2 separate regions of the Phocoena phocoena genome follow, and region 2 is linked to region 1. The links are chromatin contacts, called in public Hi-C maps. All regions are on one chromosome and are shown on one strand. The core of a region is the stretch at or near the end of the contact, and the rest is flanking DNA. Distances in the headings are between cores, read along the strand shown. Region 1 holds the start of PDS5A (PDS5 cohesin associated factor A). Region 2 holds the start of UBE2K (ubiquitin conjugating enzyme E2 K).

Evidence for each region. A called contact is a pair of places that touch in the nucleus more often than the background predicts.
Region 2: a contact with region 1 is called in a Hi-C map of kidney, with 11 times the contacts expected there. The contact joins the promoter of UBE2K here to the promoter of PDS5A in region 1. A contact is called at or near these places in 2 of 2 Hi-C or Micro-C datasets (kidney and lung).

Annotation. Positions count from the first base shown.
Region 1 is chr5:74,759,898-74,766,562 of mPhoPho1.1, reverse strand. It overlaps PDS5A (PDS5 cohesin associated factor A), which reads right to left and starts at 3,478. Exons shown (of 31, transcript XM_065877521.1): 1 at 3,338-3,478. The coding sequence starts at 3,478.
Region 2 is chr5:74,994,365-75,001,029 of mPhoPho1.1, reverse strand. UBE2K (ubiquitin conjugating enzyme E2 K) reads left to right here and starts at 2,379. Exons shown (of 7, transcript XM_065877568.1): 1 at 2,379-2,441.

The sequences.
Region 1 (6,665 bases), core at 2,229-4,728:
AGAAGACACAACACAGCCAAAAAAAAAAAACCAAAGTATTCATTCGCTCATTCAAGGAATATATGTTGAGAACCTATGTGCCAGGTATTAAACTTAGCACTGGGAGGATACAAAACTAAGCAAATAGATGTGATACCTATATTCATGAAGCTTACAGAGAAGCTGGGGAGACAACCAAATAAACATATGCATAAATGTAATATCACATCTGTAATAAGTGATATGAAGGAATTAAAAGAATATATTAACAGGGAATCTAAGAGACTTCCCTTAATGAACTGAGAGGAAGAGTACATATATGGGCTACATAATTCTAAATCTGTCTAGACAGAAATGAGCATGGCATGTTCAAGGAACTGACAGAAGGCCAGTGTGATTGGACATAAAAATATTTAAAGTAGTTCCTTGGAAACAGAAATTAAAACTTCTAAAATACAAAAGTATGTCTAAGTTCCTCCAAAGATATACTCTAAGAATTATTTTCAAGAAAGCTTCAAAGCATCACAATAATTTCTAATGTTAAAAAAAAAAAAGAAAACGCTGTCCCATATCTCCCTGCAAAAGACCAAGTTAACTCTCATTGATTCCCTTCTCTTTTCACTTTACTGTTTTCAACTGCATAATAAAAATCACAACTTCTTTGTTCAACTTCGTTTAGATTCCTTAGAAGAAAGCAGCTATAAGAATAAGAAGATACATGATGCTATTGCCCTGGCTCTGCCACTAACCTGTCCTATGGCTGACCTTGGTAAATGTTACCTGGCCACTTTGGGTCTAACGTTTGTTATCTGTGAAATAAAGGGAGTTCCAGAATTTCTTTTAGAATCCTTCTAACTCTAAAATTATGGTTCCACTGTAAAAATGCTTGTTCCAGTCTTGAAAACTGAAGAAAATGGACCAAACATCTCTGAATTCCACTACCCAAGATTTTTTTTGTTTGTTTGTTTTTGTTTTTAATTTTGGCTGCGTTGGGTCTTCGTTGCTGCACGCGGGCTTTCTCTAGTCGCGACGAGCGGGGGCTACCCTTCGTTGCGGTGTGTGGGCTTCTCATTGCGGAGCACAGGCTCTGGGCGTGTGGGCTTCAGTAGTTGTGGCACGTGGGCTCAGTAGTTGTGGCTCGAGGGCTCTAGAACACAGGCTTAGTAGCTGTGGCACACAGGCTTAGTTGCTCCGTGGCATGTGGGATCTTCCTGGACCGGGGCTCGAACCTATGTCCCCTGCACTGGCAGGCGGATTCTTAACCACTGCACCACCAGGGAAGCCCCACTGACCAAGATTTTACTTGCCTTTAAGCACTTTTGTATTTATACAGCATTTGAACATTGTTACTGTGTTATAACAAACTACCAAATTTATCCACAAATAACACCAAAGTTATCAAAAATACAGTTAAATATTGTTTGAAACCTATACTTCCAACGAGACAGTAATACTTTAAACATGGATCCCTAAAATGTACAGAGTCAAAATCGACTTAGAAAGGCAGGAGGAAGACAGAATCATAATTCTTGAGAAAAGCAAAATTTTAGCAATAGGACATTCAAATTGGTTAATATGTGTATCAAATTTAACTTCCAAAAAAACTCATAAAAAATGAATATTCTAACCGTATGCTCATTCTAGACTTGGTGTCAATTTCTAGTTAACAATATTTCTGATATTTAATCTATTTCCAAATGGAAGATGTATATACGGTCATAACTTTTCTTTTTTTAACAAGATTATCCGTCACTAGAATTCAACGTTTTGATATTCTTAATATGAAAATAAAAATTAAAGGACCTATAAATTTTTTAACTTAGCTTTATATTTCATAATTCATATTTCAGCATCTCAGAACACTTAAGAACAATAACAATATAACCTTAAGAAGCATCAATTAAGCACCCTACTTTATGTACAGTCTTTAATATCAAGGTTTATTTTAATGGACGGCATTGTGTCCCATTCCTTCCAAAGGGGCAACAAACCACAGAATCCAATTAGATTTTTAACAACAAACTACAGGAATACTTTAAATATTAATCACTCATAACATGGTAAACATTTACTAGGCACTATAAGTTCTAAAAGCAAAGGGGCAAGATTATTCCTTAAAATACATTTCACCAAGTGCCCAAGGTAAAGACTGGCAAAGTGTCAACATCGTTTCTTCCCTCACCTCCCACCAACACTGATTGATTCTAACACTGAAATGTGTCTTGTAACGTTCCCTATCACTCTATTCCCACTATCATAGCCCTACTTCATGATTTCAACATCTCTGACCTAGACTACTGTTAACAGTTTCCTAGCTGGACTCCCTGTCTCCAGTCTTACCCTGTTCCAATCCAGCCCCAATAGTGACAACCAAAACATCTTCAGCATTGCCAAATGTCTCCTGGGGGTCAAACATGTCCTGGTTGAGAAACACTGCATCAAGCTGATCCCTTAACAAGAACAGCACTTACTTTGTAAGGCTGTATACACAATCTATGTCCATGCAACAAAAAGCAAAAAATTAACTTACCTAAGGCTGAAACTTACAACCTTGACATTAGGACCACCATGCTTAAAAATACACTGACTCATAAAAAGAGCCATAATCACTCTCTCTTAAAACCCCTCTGGGGACTTCCCTGGTGGTCGTGGTTAAGACTCTGTGCTCCCAATGCAAGGGGCGCAGGTTTGATCTCTGGTCAGGAAACTAGATCCCCGCATGCCGCAACTTAAGACCCAGCACAGCCAAATAAATAAATATTTAAACAAACAAACACACACAAACCCCTCTGAACATGTGGACATAAATCATCATCTTACTTCAAGCCTAAATTATGAAAAGTCAGTATCTTCTGTCAAAGTTTAACCATACTATATACATATTTAAGCTTCTGGATGTTAGAAAATTGTAATAATTTTTTAAATGCCTTTTGTGCTTTGATAAATCAGTCTCCTCAGAAGTTGATGAAAACCTTCCTAAGCAAATTACTGCCTACCTTTAAGGCTGCAAGCTACTCTGCATAGTATTCTCGTAAATATTTCTAGAAAGAAAAAAAAAACTTAAAAAAATACTCGAATTCTTATACTTTAAAAAAAAGTAAGATTAAAAAAGATCACACACACCCTTCGAATTTCCCATAATGATTATGCCCCTAACAGAAATCACCAAAGATATAGCCAAGATAGAACAATACCTTTCAGAGGCGGTAAAAGAAAACGTAAAATATCTAAAAAAAAAAAAAAGCCTTGGTCAGTGAAACTCTTAAAGGCCAGGCCCAGCAGAGCTGTAATACCACAGGAGAGAGCACCTCCTACCACAAACGTCTGAAATGTGAACATTCGGTCCAGAGGAGCTTACCTTCAGTCGTTTGATCATTTCGTCGGTGGTGATCTTGTCGGTGATCTCCTTTACCCCCGGAGGGTAAGAAATCTTCCCGTCGGCACTCACAACGCCACAGAGGGCAGGGGCAGGCTTGGGCTGCGCGGTCGAGAAGTCCATCCTGGGGGACAACTTTTCTTTCACAGTCCTCTACCGGCCTCTATCGGTCAGAAAACAAAAGTTCAGCGGGAAAGGGACGACTTTGTAACCTCTTTTTTCATTTCAAAAATCTCTAATCTGCAAAGGGCCCTTTCTCCCGGGAGGCCGGGGACTCGCGGCGGCCCCGCCACCCGCTCCTTCCCGGGGCTTGGATCCTGGCGGCCGCCGCGCCGCGCCCACCCACGCGGGCCCTTCCAACACCGGGCCCACTGGGCTCTCTGGCACCGGCGGCCGCGGGAAGCCCCGGGCAGCGCCAGGAGTTTCCCAGTCCTCCTTTCACAATGAAATCCACCCCCAAACACCGAAGTCCGAAGTTTGGCGGCTTCGAGAGCCCGGCAAAACCCCTAAAGCCCCCGCTCGGTCAGAGAGAAGCCTCGAGTCCCCGCCCGGCCGGTCCCCTCCGGGAAAGGAGACGCGAGGCCTATAGGGCTCGGCTTAGGCCTCAAAACTAGGGACCCAACCGGACCCACACGCAGCGGCTTCTCCCGGGGACGAACGCCCTTGCCGGGCAGAGCTGCTGAACCCCAGGCGTCCCCGCCACGCTCCCGCCCCTCCCGTGTCCCGCTCCCCAACCCCCGCGGGAGGGGAAAACAAGCCGCCCTCCACCCCGAACCCCAAGCCAGGAAGCGGCTGACGCGGCTCCGCACTTCACACACATTTTGTTCCTTCAACTTCGGCTGAGGCTCCCCGGCGGCTTCTCTCGCCCCCGGCCACTCGGCGCCGCCGAGGCCTTACCGGCACCTCCGGGCAGCCCCGCCGGGCCTCGGTCCCGCGCCCCCACCCCCCACCCGCTCCGGTCTCCCCTTCCGTCCCCTCCCTCCACCAGCCGAGGGCGGGAGCCGAGCCGCCGCCGCCTTTACCTCCTCTTCATGCGGGCGGAAGGTGCATCGAGCGCCCGGGCCTCTGTCAGGTGGTTGCGCCGCCGCCCCTCTCCGGGCTGCACACAAAGCGGCTCCGCCGGTCCCGCCGCCGCCGCCGCCCGCCCCGGAGCGGCGCTGGGGCTGGCGGTGCCGAGGAGGAGCAGTCGCCGCGGGGGGAGACGCGGGGCGAGTGAGCGCTGGGCGGGGAGACACTGCCGCTCTCCGTCTGGCCGAGGAAGAGCAGCCTCGGAAAAGGCTCCTCCGGGAGCGTGTGCTCGTGTGTTCGCCCCGGAACCCCGGGCCCGCCAGCCGGCACCTCGCGCCGGCCGGGTCCGCCAACCCGGACCCGGACGCCCCTCGCAGTGGCGCGCGCCCGGCAGTCCGTGCTCCGGGCAGCCGGCGCCTCTAGCACCCACCGGTCGGTCACGCGAGCGGTGCGGGAGCACGCGAGAGAAGGGCGCGCGCCTCGCTCCCGCCCCTTCCTCCGCAGGCCGTGCCTCCGCCTCCCTCGGGCCTGAGGCGGTGGCGCGCGGGGCAGACAGCGCCGCCACCCGGTTGGCGCCAAGACCTGCCGCGGCGAACGCCTCCGGGAGGACTAGACCCGAAAGGCGAGCGGAGGAGGAGCCCGGCTGGCGGGAAGCGAACCGGTCCCCGCGGCCCTGTGAGGGCAAGCGGGACGAACAGGGCTTTATCTTATGCCGCGGAGATGAGTTCATGACTTTTGGGGTTCATCCTGAGGGACGTGGACGGAAATGGTTGAAAAATGGTGAATTACTTGGTGAAAATGAACTGATTTCCTCCCCAGGGACGGAGGATCTACCAACTGAGGAAAAGTTTTGCAACATGGTACAACGTGGGCCGCTCATTCTTGTTCCTTCTGACAGCCACCAGAGTTTGCCCTCCCCTCTTTAGATGTCTAAAATTAGTATTTTGAAAGCAGCAAAATATGAAAATAGCATTGAGTCGAGTAGTTCTTAAAGAAAGGTCTGAAACGTAGGATCCTGGACTCCACTCCCAAACCTGGAGAATGAAGATCTATGAGACTGGAATCCAGAAATAAGCGTGTTTACAAATTAGATAGATGGCTCTTGTGAATATGGAATAATTCATTTTTTTTTAAGTGTTAAGTATACCGAAGAATAACTTTCTTTCATCCAAAGGAAAGCCCAATGCAGTGGTGTTTGAGCAGTTTAATATAAAAGAAAATTGAAGCAGATGAACCTCAGAAGCACGTACATAATTTCCGAAAACGAAGTTGAAAAAAGAACACAATAATGTGAAATAGCAGGCAGCTCTTGAAACTGACCACTACCATAGTTTAAAATTATATTCGATTATTTATTTAAATTATTCTTGATGGATATCCATCGGTCTTTTCCACATTCTTTGCTTGATCTTAAAAATATTATAGGTGCTGGGACTTCCCTGGTGGTGCCATGGATAGGACTCCACGCTCCCAATGCAGGGCGCCCGGGTTTGATCCTTGGTCAGGGAACTAGATCCCACATGCATGCCACAACTAAGAGTTTGCATGCTGCAACTAAGGAGTCTGCCTGCTGCAACTAAGACCCAGCACAACCAAATAAATATTGAAAATTCTTTCTAAAAAAAAAAAATATAGGTGCTGCCCTCACTGAATTGTTTTTCAGGTATTCCACAAGGGAACAATCATCTTGGAATCTAACACACCACAGTTGCTGATTTGCTACAACTCTGCCCAAAAGTCAGAGCTTTGTTCTTGGGCATTTAGAGTAGCAGGCAGAATCCATTTAAGATTGTCTTCATCCAAACTATGAAATTGACCAAAACCTACACTCTTTTTAGGCTCTTCTCTCACATATGATTTTTAAAAATCTGTCACATTTAAATAGCTAAAGAGTGCTGCTTTTTGTTTTCATTCTTGCTCTAAGTAATTTACCCATAATTAAATGGAGTTTTGCATATACCCATAAGTTTTAATTTTATACAACTTATTACTTTTTTGATACTGTTTGATTTTATAAACACTCATAGGATAGTAAGCCCTAAGGATTATAACACATAAAAATGTTGAATTTATATAATTCTAAAATTCAGGAATTCTGAAATTCTTGTTTTTACTTTCTTTTTTTAAAAGTTTTCACTTAGTGTAAATGAGAAGAGGTACATTCATTTGAGCAACAATTATTTAAAGAGGGCCTATTATGCAAGGCATTGTTTTGGGCACTGAGAAAAAAATCTGTGGTGGGGAAGTGGACAAAAATCCCTACCTGTTGTGGTAGAGCTTAATTTGTTTGGGGAGAGATAGA
Region 2 (6,665 bases), core at 1,130-3,629, 240 kb before region 1:
TTTTTTAATAGTGGCTTTTTTAAATAAAATTTTTCTTTTGGAATAATTTTGTATTTACAGAAAATTTTAGAGAATCTTGTATACTCTACTCACTTCTACTACTGTTAGCATCTTACATAATCATAGTACCATGTCAAAACTAGGAAATTAACATTGCTACAATACTACTAACTAAATTACAGAATTTATTCAGATTTCACTAATTATGTCCTTTTGGTTCTAGGGTCCAATCCAGGATACCACATTGCTTTTAGCATAATGCTCTTTTTCCCTTAGAATGTATTTTGAGGATCGTCTCAGGTCAGTTTATATGCAGTTGCCTCATTCTCTGGAAGGACTGTAAAAATGGACTGAAAGTGGAATTTCAGGACCAATGGTTATGTGCATTTAAAAATTACCAAACCTCTCTTCCCCAAAGAAATTAGCATACCCTTCTAATTAGTCTCCCAGTGATTTGAGTGTTGTAAATTTCTTTGAAGTTCCAAGATTAATATTGGGGACTGAATGAAGGTGATAAATGTAAAGTATTCAAAAAATTTTTGCACACTTCGAAATTACTATTTTTAATGTACTAGCACAAATTCACATAGCATTGCATGATTTATACATTATACCAATAATTTATTGGGCCATGACCCACATGTATAGTCGGTTCCTGTTAGGACCACTAGGGGGCTCTGCTGGAAGGGTTTTACAGTTAATTAGTCCATTTACGGGAATGTTTCGAGATGATGTTTTAGATTTCTAAACTCTTAAAACTTGAAAGAGATCATCTCATCCAGCTTCCTTATTTTGCAGAAGAGGAAACCAAGTTTGGCCGAGAAAGCTGGTATGGAGGAGAGCTGGAATTTAAAATCCTCTCTTGGTTCCCGCGGCAGGAGTTCAATAAATTCTTTTTTGCCATGTGCCTCCACTGAATGATTCACCCCCAGTGGCTATTTTCTTTTCTACTGCCACAATTTTGGTAATTTTTGCTAAGACGGTGTATTTATGATATTCTTCTAATAGGACACTTTACTGATTGGTTAGGTGAACGAAATGCAAGAAATATAAACTTCTAAATAAACGTTATTACTTATTATAAAATGTTCTCTATTCAAAGCATCCCTCAGCATCAAAACCATATTAGTTACTGGAAGCCCTAGCAACCACTTTCAAATTTACTTTCCACTTAAAACATTTTACTCTTATCTTTACTCATTTATTCATTCAATATTTATTGACTGCCTACTAGCTCCAGACACTGTTGTAGACCCTAGGGTTACAGAAGCTGCCCTTCGTCCCCAAGAAGCAACTATTTCTCCATTGTTCACTTTATAAACTATTTTTACAGGGCTTAGTTCAGTGGTTCTCATAGGGTGGTCCCTGAACCAGCAGCAGGAGCAGAATCACCTGGGAACTTGTTAAAAATGCAAATTATTAGGCCCACACTACACTCCAGCAATCTTTTTTTTGTTTGTTTTTAAACAAGCTCTCCAGGGATTCTGATGTACATTCAAGTTTAAAAACTATGGTTTTAGTTCCACGGCTTGGCATGAATTATCTAAGTAGGTCAAAGATCAACATCCGGCTTCTGAACTCTCAGACATCTCCGTGGAGTAAGCGGTCTTAGATACAACTGAGACCCAACAATGACCATACTTAATTTAATGATTTGTTATACCTGGAAAGATCCTGGGCTGATTGTAGTAACAGTATTATAATGGCTTCAGAACAAAAACGAACCGCAGTAGATTTTCTTTACCAATAGAAAATGGGCCGGACTGAGTTCCGGGACAGTGTTTTCAGACACTAGACACACACGACTACATTAATCCCGGGGGTTCTGGGTCTGGCTGAGTCAGGGCGGCGCTCTGAGCGGAGTGGGGCCGCGGGAACCGGTCAGGTTGGATTCGAACCTTCGGTTAGAGGCTAAATTCTGGAAGCCTCGACCATATCACATTGGTTCGTACAGAGGAGGAGGCGCCGGAGAAGACCGGGTAGGCCTGGGTAGCGCCGGCCGGCGCAGAAGCCGCACCTTCCTGGCCCCAAACGCCGGCAGGGCGGAGCCACGCGGCCGCAGCTCGGGCAGAGACGCGAGGCGCGGCGCAGCGCTGCGCGGGTTCGCGACTGTGGCGTAAGGGGCTACGACGGCAGCGGCTGCGCCGCCCGGCCGGGTCAGCGTCGTGCGCATGCGCGGACCCGGCGCCATTTTGGTGGCCGGGCGCGGAGGTGATTCCACGCTCAGGAGAGCGCGGCGGCAGGGGTGGCGTTGGCCGCGTTCGTGTGCACCGGTGTGACTCTCAGAGGGAGGAGGCGGTGGAGGAAGAGGTGGCGGCGGTGGCGGTGGTCGTAACGGTGGCGGAGGAGGCGGGTACGAATCAGCTGCGGGCGGAGACATGGCCAACATCGCGGTGCAGCGAATCAAGCGGGAGTTCAAGGAGGTGCTGAAGAGCGAGGAGGTCAGAAATGAACTCCCGGACGTCCCCCACCCCAGCCCAGGGCGGGAGGGCCCTTCCAGTGGCGACCCCAATATCCCTGGTAACCCCCGCGTGGCCTGCTTTGCTGCCACCCTTCTGCTTGTGGGGAAGCAGCAGTCTCCCCCTCCTTCCGCCGTTTTCCCCTCCCTCCCAGCGCCCTGGGATGGACGGTCTCGCGGGCGGGTGGTTTCGGGAGGAATACAGCTAGGGGGGCGGATGGAGGAGGGGCGCTTATCGGCGGGGTGTGAGCTCTAGAGAGAGCCCCAAGGCAGTGGCAACAGCTGGAAGTGTGGCTGTAGGGTGGGGAGGGAGCAGGCCGAGCCTGAGAAAGCCCGGGAAGTGGGTTGGGGGAAGGGGAAAGGTGGTAACTGGATCCGGAGAACCGCGCTGCCCAAAGGCCCACTCTTTTTAAGGGTATTCTGGGTTATAACTGGTCTGGCCGCCACGGTCCTTTCCTTAAGGGAGGAGCGGTGCGAGTCCTTAGGTATTGATGAAAGAAGGACGTTCAGAGTTACTCCCTCTCAGTTCGGTATTGGGAGAGAAGAGAAGGCATAATGGGGTGCTGTCTTCTTTGAGTGGGCGGGGGGATAAGGGAATTTTCACCTGAGATAGGAAATTAATTCCATATTAGACCGTTATCTCATTTCTACTTACCCCGACATCTAGGCCTCTTTTCGATTGACATCTAAAGCTTTTTGACTGGGTAAAGGCAAGTTGTTTGGTGTTTTAAAGGCATTTAAATATTTTTAGCTAGGATTAGGATAAAATAATGGAGTGTACGAGAAGCTTATTTCAAAATACTGTCTACAAGTTACAGAGTGTCCCAAGACAGTGCCTCTGTGACAATGTTGTGTTGTGCCATGAAACTTCACTATGATGTCCCTCATAGTTAACTTCATTATGATGTCCCTCATAGTTAACTTGATTCTTACTTTTGAAGAACATCCCTATTAAAAAACATGAGGTTTCAGCAGATTAATACATTGTTATATTTCCTTTTTAAGTAAGTAGGTTAATCCCAACATATTTATATCTGAAATGATTAAAAAAAATTTTGTCTTAACCTGCTCTTGAGTCCTTTGGAAATTTTAGATACTCTTGTATTAGCCGCACTTATTAATGTAAGATATTTAAAGTGTTTTAGTAATTTGACTCAAAATTATGAACGAATCAGTACAGTTTTTTTTTTCATACCCAAATCAAGAAGAATGCTAGGTTGTTTTCCTCCTTGGATTCAACAAAGAGAGATTAAAAATACTGACTCGTTATTTTCAAGATGTCACATATCATTATTGGATGTATTATTGCCATTTGTACTTTACTCTTACATTGGTACTTTAATGATCTTAATGCTTTGTGAAATTCAGCATTCTAAGTATGTGATGAGTTATTAACATAAGTCTGATAGCAGTTGAACTTTGAGTCTAAAGTGATTATGTATTTTTCCAGTTAGACATGGAGAAAATTCTTTAAAATTATTTAAAAATGCCAAATCCTAGCAGATTTACTGAATGTAATAGTATATAAGTAATGATTGGTTTTACAGAGCATGTGTATGTACTCTGACCTCTGTATTTGTTCAAGTGCCAAAACTCTGAATGGAAGGATGACTTTGTATTTTTGTGGTACAGTGCAGAAAAAGAGTCGTAAATGCCTGTACTGATATACAGTGAAACAGTGATTCTAAGTTTTTCTCTAAAAAGAAAATATATTCCAGGACAGTTGACATATATCTTCCTAATGAAAGTTTGCAGCTAATATTGTTGCCAGTAGCCTAAAACATTTCTTCTATGATACGGTTGTACAAGCCTGACACTTAATATAAGACTTTAATGCGTTATTTTCTATTAATTAAAAGTGGTAAGTTACTGCTCTCATAATTCATATAGTCTCTGCATTATGTGAGTTGACTTTTCACCATGATATTCTTAGTACTTAAATTGATTCTTAAAAGAAATCTTGTATTGCTATAGTAATACATATTGTTAAAATAATACAGCTCTATATTGAGTAAGGGATGATGAAGCCTTGCTTCAAGTGACATAGTGTTTCAGAGGAAGAAAACAGAAAATACAAACAGGAAAATTTATCTTTTTAAGGACAGTACCTTTATAAATCTGGAATGAAACTTATTCCGGAAAGTAAGTGAAAAGAACATTTAGGAAAGGGTCAGATATTGGAATATATAACCAGTAAATAGCTTTATTTTCGCCAATATTTTATTTAATTGATATTTTACTAGGTCCAGTTCTATAAGTGGATTATGTTGATTATTTTCAACTCATTGAAGAACTTGTAGTACAGTCCACGTGTTTCCTTTTTATGTAGGTAAATGCAGTATTTGAGTGGCTGGTCAGTTAATCAAGTATTTCCTCATGTAAATCTCCATTTTACCAAAGTTTATTTCATATGCTTGTGTTTACTAAGACTCCTGATTGATTTTAAGGATTTTTTTCCCCCCTTTTAAGTGCCTTAGTAAAGATAGCTGACATTTGCTGAATTCTGGCCATAAGAAGTAAGTGGCCACTGTTGGAGTGTGTTGTTAGTTAAAATATAGCCTCCAAGATAAATGTGAAAAGCACAGTGCAGAATAGTGGGAGGAGGCCACCATTTGTATCAGAAGTGGGAGAATAGGTGTATTTGTCTGTATAGGTGAAAGGATTAATGAGAAATTGGTAACATTGATTGCTTCTCTGTCATTGGGTGTCTTGGGCAACAGGCATCAAAAGATCCCTTTTGAATTTTGAGTCATGCTAATACTTTATTTACTCAAAATAAACCATGTAGGCCTTTTTTCCTGAAACTGTGTTTGGAAGTCTGTCCTTTATGTGTCAGGTTTATTTAAATCTGAGTGTGAATTTTAAGTAATGTTTCAAAGTTGCTAGGCATGGAAAATTGATTTAAAGTACATTTTATGGTTATTTTTTGAGTTGAATTACATAAATGAGTTGTTACTTATGAGGATAGAATAAAACTATAATCTGTATTCATAGGTTGTATTATTATGTACTATCAATTATTATTGGTATTAACAGCTAACCACCATTTGTAGAGGAGCTCTCAGTTCCATTTGTTTATATACATTATTGCTAATTCTCAAGAACAGGTCATTGAATTAGATTTCTTATTTCTTAGATGAGAAAATTGAGATTCAGAGAATTTAAATTATTTGTCCGCAAATGTATAGCTTTGAGATGTAGATCTAAGTCTGCTTGTGTTTATATTGTACCATGCTGTCATGACTTGCCAAAGGTAGGCATACTTTTAATTATTTAAAAATAATTGAACCTGGTTTGTATTACTGATTAAAGGATTTAAACACAACCTAATTTGTTAGTTTAAACATTAAAATAAGTGTTACCTGTAATTAAAGGTTTACTTGCATTTCAATATGGAAAATATTTTTAAATTTGATGTTCAGTGTAGTAAAATGCCCTTAAATCAGTGCACATACTCTTGCTTGTTCTTGTGCTGTATGGTACTTGTAGTTTTTTTCATATTGTAGCTGCTCTTTGCTAGCTAGGATTTTCTAGGATTCTCATAGGGAATATTTAAATCTATGGCATTAACAAATTGGTTTCATGAAAACTACTATTGTATACGTTTTCCTTAAGTATTTAAATGGATTTTTGTATCTTTTATTTTAAATTTTATATATTTGATTATTCTGTGTAGAACTAGTTGCAAATCTTTAGAAGAAAGTCTCTTGATTTATATAGACCATGCAACCTTGGCACTATGTGGGGCAAATAATGAATTCTTTGTAGTGGGTGGTTCTCCTGTGCATTGTAGGATGTTTAGCACTATCCCTGACTAATAGCACTAGATGCCAATAGCACAGGCAATCCTCCCTCCACCTCCCTACCCTCTCCCTGCCAATCATATCAACTAAAAATGTCTCCAGACTTTGCCAAATGCTGAGAACCACTGCTGTAGACAAAACTCTTTAGAAGAACATTTAAGACTGTTAACTAGGTAGGATGTGTAGTATAATTTCTCTAAAAGATGAATGAATGGGAAGTAAAGGTACAAAAAATTATATAGCATGGCTCTACTAGGTTTGAATGTTCTGTTTTTGTTTTAAGACTTTGACCCTTATCAATTAATTATCATCATTTTCTTTTAAACTTTTTCCTTTTTGATGTAAGGAAAAAGCTGAAATTTCCTGCTATAAAGTAATGTTACCAGAATTTGAACAATTTTTTA